3 separate regions of the Mus musculus genome follow, and regions 2 and 3 are each linked to region 1. Evidence: chromatin contacts called from public Hi-C and targeted proximity ligation data. All regions are on one chromosome and are shown on one strand. The core of a region is the stretch at or near the end of the contact, and the rest is flanking DNA. Distances in the headings are between cores, read along the strand shown.

What was found. Hi-C and Micro-C count contacts between places; a contact is called where the count stands out from the background.
Region 2: a contact with region 1 is called in a targeted proximity ligation map of extraembryonic endoderm stem cells. A contact is called at or near these places in 7 of 39 promoter capture datasets (3T3-L1-derived adipocytes, the HPC-7 cell line, cranial neural crest and 3 more), 2 of 484 Hi-C or Micro-C datasets (both in liver) and 1 of 130 datasets of targeted methods (extraembryonic endoderm stem cells).
Region 3: a contact with region 1 is called in a Hi-C map of liver, with 4 times the contacts expected there. A contact is called at or near these places in 1 of 484 Hi-C or Micro-C datasets (liver) and 1 of 9 other capture datasets (embryonic stem cells).

What each region holds. Positions count from the first base shown.
Region 1 is chr19:23,491,395-23,494,094 of GRCm38.p6, reverse strand. No RefSeq gene overlaps it. Among named protein-coding and RNA genes, the nearest start is that of Gm34012, 4.0 kb to the left of the region's middle.
Region 2 is chr19:23,139,768-23,142,663 of GRCm38.p6, reverse strand. Klf9 (Kruppel-like factor 9) reads right to left here and starts at 1,438. Exons shown (of 2, transcript NM_010638.5): 1 at 405-1,438. The coding sequence starts at 909.
Region 3 is chr19:23,026,981-23,029,680 of GRCm38.p6, reverse strand. All of the region lies in intron 5 of C330002G04Rik (a long non-coding RNA gene), which reads left to right. Among named protein-coding and RNA genes, the nearest start is that of C330002G04Rik, 48 kb to the left of the region's middle.

The DNA of each region.
Region 1 (2,700 bases), core at 40-2,539:
ATTAGGTACCAAGATGGATGCTGAGCACAGAATGGAATTTCTTTTAGCCATTACAAATCTAATCAGAGATTGGTTGGTTACTCCCGCAAGCTTTGTCTAACTATTATACCTATGAATCTTACAGGCAGGTTACCCATTGGCTGGGCCTGGTGTTTACCTTTCTTCTTTACTAGTGAGCAAAATTACATTTTGCTGCTGTTTTCCCTACCTATTACTTTCTTTCGTGTGTGTGTGTGTGTGTGTGTGTGTGTGTGTGTGTGTGTAAATGCTGGTGTGCCACAATACAAGTATGGAAGTCAGAATACAATGAGCAGCTTCTCTCTTTCCATCATGTGGTAGGTTTCAGTAATCAAACTCAGGTTGTCAGACTGGCAGCAGGCATCCTCACCTTGCTTGCCAGCCTATTCTTCCTCCTTTTTACTTTCCTTCTTTTCCTCTTTTCCTTTCTGTCCTTTTCTTTTCTTGGAATAGGATCTCACAGTATATCTCAAACTGGACTCAAATGTAACAATCCTCCTGCCTCAGCAGAGTGCTAGGGTTACAGAAGTACTCTATAACAACTGGCTTTGCTTCTTCTTCTTCTTCTTCTTCTTCTTCTTCTTCTTCTTCTTCTTCTTCTTCTTCTTCTTCTTCTTCTTCTTCTTCTCCTTCTCCTTCTCCTTCTCCTTCTCCTTCTCCTTCTCCTTCTCCTTCTCCTTCTCCTTCTTCTTCTTCTTTAATATAAGACTCTAGTTCATCTTGAGTCCTTCTTCCTTCTAAGGCTTAAAGATCCATTTGGAGAGATTTGAAGTAAGCTTTCTTATAGCTGGTTTGTCTTTCCATTAAGCTGTGATATTTCTGAGGTTTTAACAGATTACCTAAGTACTCTATTTTGACTGATGGTTACATCAATGTCTCCAGACAGTGTAAGCTATAGAAATTGCCCAGTTTTCCCCTCATCCATTCTTTGCTTGACCTAATTCAAGCAAACGTGTGATTTGAGTAATATACTGGACAACATTCACTTTGTTGCCCAGTACAAGACCTTAGTCTGCTTGCTGTTCAATGGAAAGCAATTAGTTAAAAAGGAAGGTGCTGGGCTGGCTGGCTGGTGGTGGAGCATGGGGCTGTTTTGTGGGCAAGTTGATTTAGGGGAGGATTGCATAAGGGATGGCTGGTTGCATGCTGATAAGTAGAGATTTGTGTTCTTACACATCTAATCTTGGTCACTTAGTCACTCCCAGTCCCACAGGTCTTAAGGAGGAGGCTCATTGCTTCCCCAGTCTATTCTTGTCATTGTTTACTTTGACCATGTGAGGTTCCTGACTAATTTCACAATGAACAAGCTAGAGTGGGCAGCTGTCCAGAGGCCCTGCTGATCTGAAAAACTCCCAAAATGGAAAACAAACAGATCACACCTATTTATTGTGAAAGATGGGGTCTGCAGAAATCCAGTGGGGAGAAGATGAGCTCAACACCCATCTTCCTTATAAACCCCAGGCTTAAGATTCTCCATGACTCAAGACGAATGTCGAGTAGGTATCTGGAGTTCTGTCTCTGTCCAGCTATCTTTGTCACCACAGTCATTCTTCAACTCTGTCTCTTTAGCTCAATGATTCTGTACTCTTCTTGTGAATCCCTTCCTGTTAGGTTTTTCTTTGCTGTGAAGAGATACCATAACTCTTATAAAGAAAAACATTTAACTGGGGCTGGCTTACAGCTCAGAGATTTAGTCCATTGCTGTCATGGCAGGAAGCATGGTGGAGTGCAAGCAGACATGGTGCTGGAGAGGTAGCTGAGCATTCTACCTCTGGATCAGCAGGCAGCAGGAAGAGACTGCCACACTGGACCTGCCTTGAGTATCTGAGGCCTCAAAGCCTACCCCCAATGACATACTTCCTCCAAGAATGCCACACCTACTTCAACAAGGCCACACCTTCTATTAATGCCATTGTCTGAGTCTCTGGGGGCCATTTTCCTCCAACTACTGCACCTTACAGTACTTTCCACTAATGAACTCCACAGCTAGAGCCAAGGCAGCCCCAAGACCCACCTCCATTGTCTCCTTTTCATCTAACAGCAGTCTTGCTGCCCCATGTTTAGAAAAAGGTGCTGAGCATATCCTTCCCAGAAGCCCATGGGCCCCTCTCTAAGACGGATCATAGTCTAGGTCCCAAATCAAGTCTTAAAAATATGAAACAATTGAAATAACTTAACTCTTATCAGATCACAGTAAAATAAAACTAGAAATCACAAAAGTGAGAGAAATCACAAGAGCTACACAAACACTTGGAATCTTGCTGCAGACCCTCTGGGTCCCTTTGTCTGCATGGAACTGGTCTCTGGGTGCAGATGGGCAAGGAGTCGGTGGGTGACAGACAGACCAACAGGAGAGATTGTGTAGAACCTGAATGTCTTGTCACAAAGTGAACACCAGTCTTATATAGTACAGAAAATAAAAGGGGTAGGAAGTCACAGCAGGCAAAGTACATTGAAGTTGCCTGACACAAAACAAAGGAGTGACTACAAAGGGACTTACAGGAACCAGGTAAATGTTTACAGTAAAGATAAAGCCGTCCTGCATAGGGTCAGCTTAATGACAGGTAAGGATTTCACACCCTAATGCTACTCCTTTGAGCCTTGTGAAGGCTAGCACCAGGGGGTTCTGCTCTAAGCAGAATGCCCCCCTATTTCCTAGGCCTTGTTAGATTCTTATATGAG
Region 2 (2,896 bases), core at 189-2,688, 350 kb after region 1:
TGCGGCTCCCCTCCCAGGCCGACCCCTCCGTTGCAACCCCACCAGGGAATGGGATAAAAGCTGCGCCATTTGACTACCCTACCCCCCAGCGTCTCCCCAGGTGGGGCGACCCCGCAGCGGCGGGGTACGGAGTCCCGGGGGCGGGGCGGGTAAGGGAGGGGCGGGCCGGCTCCAGGCCGAGCCACGCAAGCCACTTGCTCAGAGCGGCGGTTGGGGGGGTGGGGGTGGGTTCGGGTGGCTCCTAAAGGTTGGAGCCAAGTAAGGAGAGAGTGCAGGAGTTAAGCAGCATCTTCTCCAAAATGTTTGCAGCCTCTAGGCCGAGTGCGGTGTCCTGGGCGCCCAGGAATGCTGGCCGGCCAAAGGTTAGCTAAAGCCCGAAGCGGGGGAGAGGCGACGCCGCTAACCTGTATGCACTCTGTAATGGGCTTTAAGATGGGAGGATTTTCCATAGACTTTCCCACAGCCACTGTAGGGGCACTTGTGCCTCTTTTCGGAGGCGTGTTTCCCCTTCGAAGCCACTCCAGAGTGGAGGAGGGAGAGTGGGCTGGGCGCGCTGCCAGAATCCTGTCTCTCCTCCGGGCTGTGGGAAGGACTCGACCCAGATTCGGTGGTCACGTCGCTGTCGGATCCTATATCCTCATCGGGACTCTCCAGACTGTCGCTGCACACCGAGGGGGTCTGGATGGGTCGGTATTTGTTGAGGTCCAACAAGCTCTTGGCGATAGTGACCAGCGTGCAATAATCCTTCCAGGTGTCCCCCGGGTCACCGTGTTCCTTGGTCACCTCGCGCTCAGGTAGTCGCAGCCGCTCGGCTTCCGGAGCGCCCCCGTGCTCCGGCACGGCGGCGCGGTTGGAGATGGAAACCAGACACTGGGCAGCCACGAAGTCCATGTAGGCGGCCGCGGACATGGTGCGGGCGACGGCAGCCCGGGCGGTGCGGCCAAACTTGAAGGTGGCTGCGGAGCTTCGGCTAGCCCTGCCCTGGCCTCGGACGACGAGCGCGGTGCGGCGCGGCCGAGGGGGCGGGGGCGCGGGAGCTTGCGACTCGCGGGAGCGCCGAGGCGACCTCAGCCCCTCATCTTTACGTAACCGGCAGCGCCTCCGCACGCAGCAGCCGCGGCCGGCTCCGCCGCTGTCGCCGCCGCCCTGCCCGGCGCCCCGCGCGATCCCACGATGGGCGCGCCCTCCTCGGAGAGATGCCACACGTGGCGGTCGCAAGTTTATTCGACTGCAAACGTGTCGGAGTCCCAGAGAAAGCCAACTGCGAGCCAGGCGCACGTCCTCGACCGCCTCTCCGCCGAGCTGACGCCCCGGGGCATCAGCCGAGTACGCGGACGAGGGGGGCCGGGGCTGAGTGGGGCTCCGCGCCTACGAGACACTTCTTCCCGCGTCCGCCGACGGCCGCTGAGCCCCTGGTCCTGCCGCGCCGCGCCTCTCCGGCATTCTCCAGCTCAGTAACAATTTCGCAGAATCCCATCACGTCACAATCCAGGCCCCCTCCAATTGGCCAGTGGGGAGGGTGATTCAACTCTGTTTACTTTCTCCCCCTGCCAGTCAGAAGGGCCCTTCGGTGGAGAGGTGCGTCTAGAACTACGGCGCGCGGCCAATCCGACCGTTCCGTTCCGCCGCCGCGTGCTGCCCCTCCAGCCCCGAACGCTGACATTTAAAAGGGAAACTGCTCGGAGCCCGGCAACCAGCGGCTGCGCATCCCCGCAGATGCCGCCCAGACCGCGCGCGCGCCTACGCCTCCCGGCCCACGTGCCAGCTGGCGTGGCTTGGGAACGCTTCTCCCCTAGGCAGTTACGCCCATCCCTAGGGACGAAACAGAACTTCAACTTCGGGTTCCCAGCCCTCAAACAGTTAAGTGACTTCCTGCAAACGCTACAGTCCCAGCAACCAGGCTTCCAATCAAAAGTAAGTTGGTTGATGTCACTGGCATTGGCTCAGCCAATCAGAAGGGCGTTCCAAAAGGAAGCGCCCGACACTTGTAAACCTGCGGAGCAGAAGTGAATCGGACAGATCTTTTCATATTTGTGTTGCTGGTGCTAACTCTAAAATATAGATGGAAGGACGGGGTGCTTAATAAACTAAGTGTGAGTCAAATTTTAAACCCTCGATATGGCAGGCCACGTTGTCCAAGGACAGACTCGGATGAGACAGCATCAATTCGTTCTTGTTTGGAATGCAGCACTTAGATGTTTAAAAGTTCTTTCACCCCACACATTAACCAAGAGAAATTCATCTAAAATTTTTCACAGCTAACAAAAGATCCGGTTCCGTATTAAATGGTTCTTACACAAAAGCACCGCCATCTTGGCATTTTGCTAAACCTCCTACTTCCTTGGGCGCCTTTGACTCTAAATTCGCTCTGTCTTGAAGCTATCTTAACCCATAAACTGAGACCAATAAGACATTGCATTTGCATAACTTGAAAAAATCCTTTTCTTTGTAGGGACTCCTCCCTGTTCCTGCTGGGCAAGCCTTTCCTTCCTCTTGCTTCACAATTGTAGAGAACAAGACTGGTCTACCTTATCAGGTAGACGACCGCAGAACTCAAAAAAAAAAAAAAAAAAAAAAAAAAAAAGCACAGGGTTCCCGATTCCTGACTCTGCTTTAGAGGAGCCACCCCTGTGAAATATTAACTGTGTTAAATAGTCCTGAGAACTGGAATCATCCAGAGAGCCTTAACAACTGAATCTTGTGGCTTTACTTGGTCAACAATTAGTGTGGGGTTGGGAGTCTGATGAACTCAGTGTGCTTCTTCCTGAGATGAGTGCTGGGTTGTTTTCCATCATGATAGCTAAGGATCTACAGCAGGGCATACAGTCAACACTGCGGGTTTACAATCCCTCCATTGCCTGGCGGTGGTGGTGCACGCCTTTGATCCCAGCACTCG
Region 3 (2,700 bases), core at 16-2,515, 460 kb after region 1:
ACAAAATGCTAACATGCTGGCCCCCTTCTGAGTTCGTATATTGAAATCCTAATCCTAAGGTGTTGGCCTTCAGGAAATGATGATGTCAGTAGGGGACAGTCCTTGCAGTTAGGATTAGGTCCCTTATGATGAGAAAGGGACCTAGAGAGAGGCCAGTCTATTCAGAGCAGAGGGCTTGAAAGCCGCAGTTCCGTGTCTTATCCTTGGCCAGAAGCTAGAAGGAAATGCCCTTGGTTTTCTTGCAAGGAATGCCAGATGGAGGCTCTGGTTCATCTTCCAGTTTCTTCTTATCTTTCTTGTTCTAAATGAACATGCCTGCCTGGAAATTATACGTGAGGATGTGTATGGAACTGAGACGCTGCTGGACGCCTGTGGATGGACCGGCTAGCTTGGACAGCTCATCTCCCCATGCCTCACCCCCAGTGTCTGCCATAAGGCCCATGGAAAGCCTAGTGGGACCCTGCTTTTGTTGTCTTGGCTTTGGTTTTGGACCCACCTGTGCTATGTAGGAACTCTGCCTTCCTGCGTTCTCTTAACTCCCACCTACAATCCTGTAATATGACTTCTTGCTAAAACTTGCCCTTCTGTGGTCTGTGAGTTTCGTTCTGTAAATTCGTGACCCAAAGGACCTGGATCTACTGACTCAGTGAGAGTGTTATGTGATTACAAACTTCTGGCACCTTAAATCATGAGTTAAAACCCATGTGAGGCAAGGGAGTTCATTTCCTTCCTTCCTTCCTTCCTTCCTTCCTTCCTTCCTTCCTTCCTTCCTTCCTTCCTCCCTCCCTCCCTCCCTCCCTCCCTTCATTCCTTCTTTCCTTCCTTCCTCTCTCCCTCCCTTCCTTTCTGTCTTTCTTTCCTTCCCTTCTCCTTCCTTCCTTCCTTCCTTCCTTCCTTCCTTCCTTCCTTCCTTCCTTCCTTCCTTCCTTCCTTCTCTCCCTCTCTCTTTCTCCTTCCTTCCCTTTCTCTCTCTCTCTTTCCCCCCCTCTCTCTCTCTCTCTCTCTCTCTCTCTCAATGTGAGAACACAGCAAAAGATGGCTATCTGTTGGCCAGCAAGCTGGCCCTCCCCCTCCCCTCCTGATTCTGCCAGCTCCCTAAACTTGGACTTCCCAGGCCCTGAGTTGGGAGAAAGGCATTTTTGTTGCTTGTGAGCGTGGGAAGTCTATGGCACGAAAACTGCTGTCAAAGGATAAGATTACAACTTGAAGATCTGAAGTTTTGATTCGGAAATTGGGCAACACTTCATTCCATAAAACTGAACGAGTGTTGCAACAGCCAGAGCAGAAGAGGTTGGTTTTGCAGATAGAAGAGAAGTGACAATAACAGAAACAGAACCTGAAGTGGATGGGTCATTCCAAAGTTACTTTCCTTCTAAGGCAGGGACAGGGAAACGGCAGCAAGAAAGCAATGCTTGGTCGACACCAGGCTATTTCAGGTCACTTCTTTTGTGTGAGGATGAAACCTGGAGGATTTTATTATAGTGCAGACAGACACTGTCCTGTTTGGGACATTTGGACTCCACCTATTTATTTATTATTTATATGAGTGCACTGTAGCTGTCTTCAGATACACCAGAAGAGGGCATCAGATCCCATTACAGATGGTTGTGAGCCACCATGTGGTTGCTGGGAATTGAACTCAGGACCTCTGGCAGAGCAGTCAGTGCTCTTAACTGCTGAGCCATCTCTCCAGCCCCCTGTACTCTGCCTCTTTAATCCTGATTTTCAGAAATTCAGATAGGCATCTTAGTTTTAGCTTGGTTTAATAGGAGTGACTCCATTTTGATTTTTTTTTTTTAGCTTGGTCTGTTGGAGCTTAGTACATACTTCTTCCCTCCTTCTCCTCCTCCTCTGTCTCCACCACTACTACTTTCTGCTTCTCATTTCTGTTTGATACAGTTAATATGCACTTTAACTGTCAGTGTTTGGCCCTGAGTTTTAAGTGTTTTCTCACTAAGCTATACTCTTTTTTTTTTTTTTTTTAAGACAGGGTTTCTCTGTGTAGCCCTGGCTGTCCTGGAAGTCACTCTGAAGACCAGGCTGGCCTCGAACTCAGAAATCCACCTGCCTCTGCCTCCCGAGTGCTGGGATTAAAGGCGTGCGCCACCACTGCCTGGCTAAGCTATACTCTTAACTTCGAAAGTTTGTTGGTTCTCTTCTTTATCCTTCCATTGTGAGGTGTGTGTATAGTGTGTGTGTGTGTGTGTGTGTGTGTGTGTGTAGCATGTGTGTGGTGTGTATGATATGTGTGTATGGTGTGTGTATGTCTAGTGTGAGTGTATATAGTGTGAGTGTGTGGTGTGGTATGTATTCATGTGGTATCTGTATGGTGTGTGTGTAGTGGTGTGTGGTATGTGTAAGTATGTTGTGTTGTGAGTTGTGTGTGGTATGTGTATGGGGCATGTGTGTATGTGTGTATGGTAGGCATTTGCTGAAACTGGAGGAGGACTTTGGGGTTCTTATTCCATTGTTCTCAGCCTTATTTCCTCAAGGCAGAAACTCACTGAACTGAACTAAGCTGATAGCCAACAAATCCCAGAGCTCTTCTGTCTCTGCCCTGGCACCAACCAGTGCTGGGGTTACAGGTGCATGCAGCCTCCTCATTCAGCTTCTTGAGGGTGTTGGGAACTCAAACTCAAATCCTTATTGTTCTTACTCACTGAGTCATTCCATAGGCTGATGCACACCAAGAGAAAATGT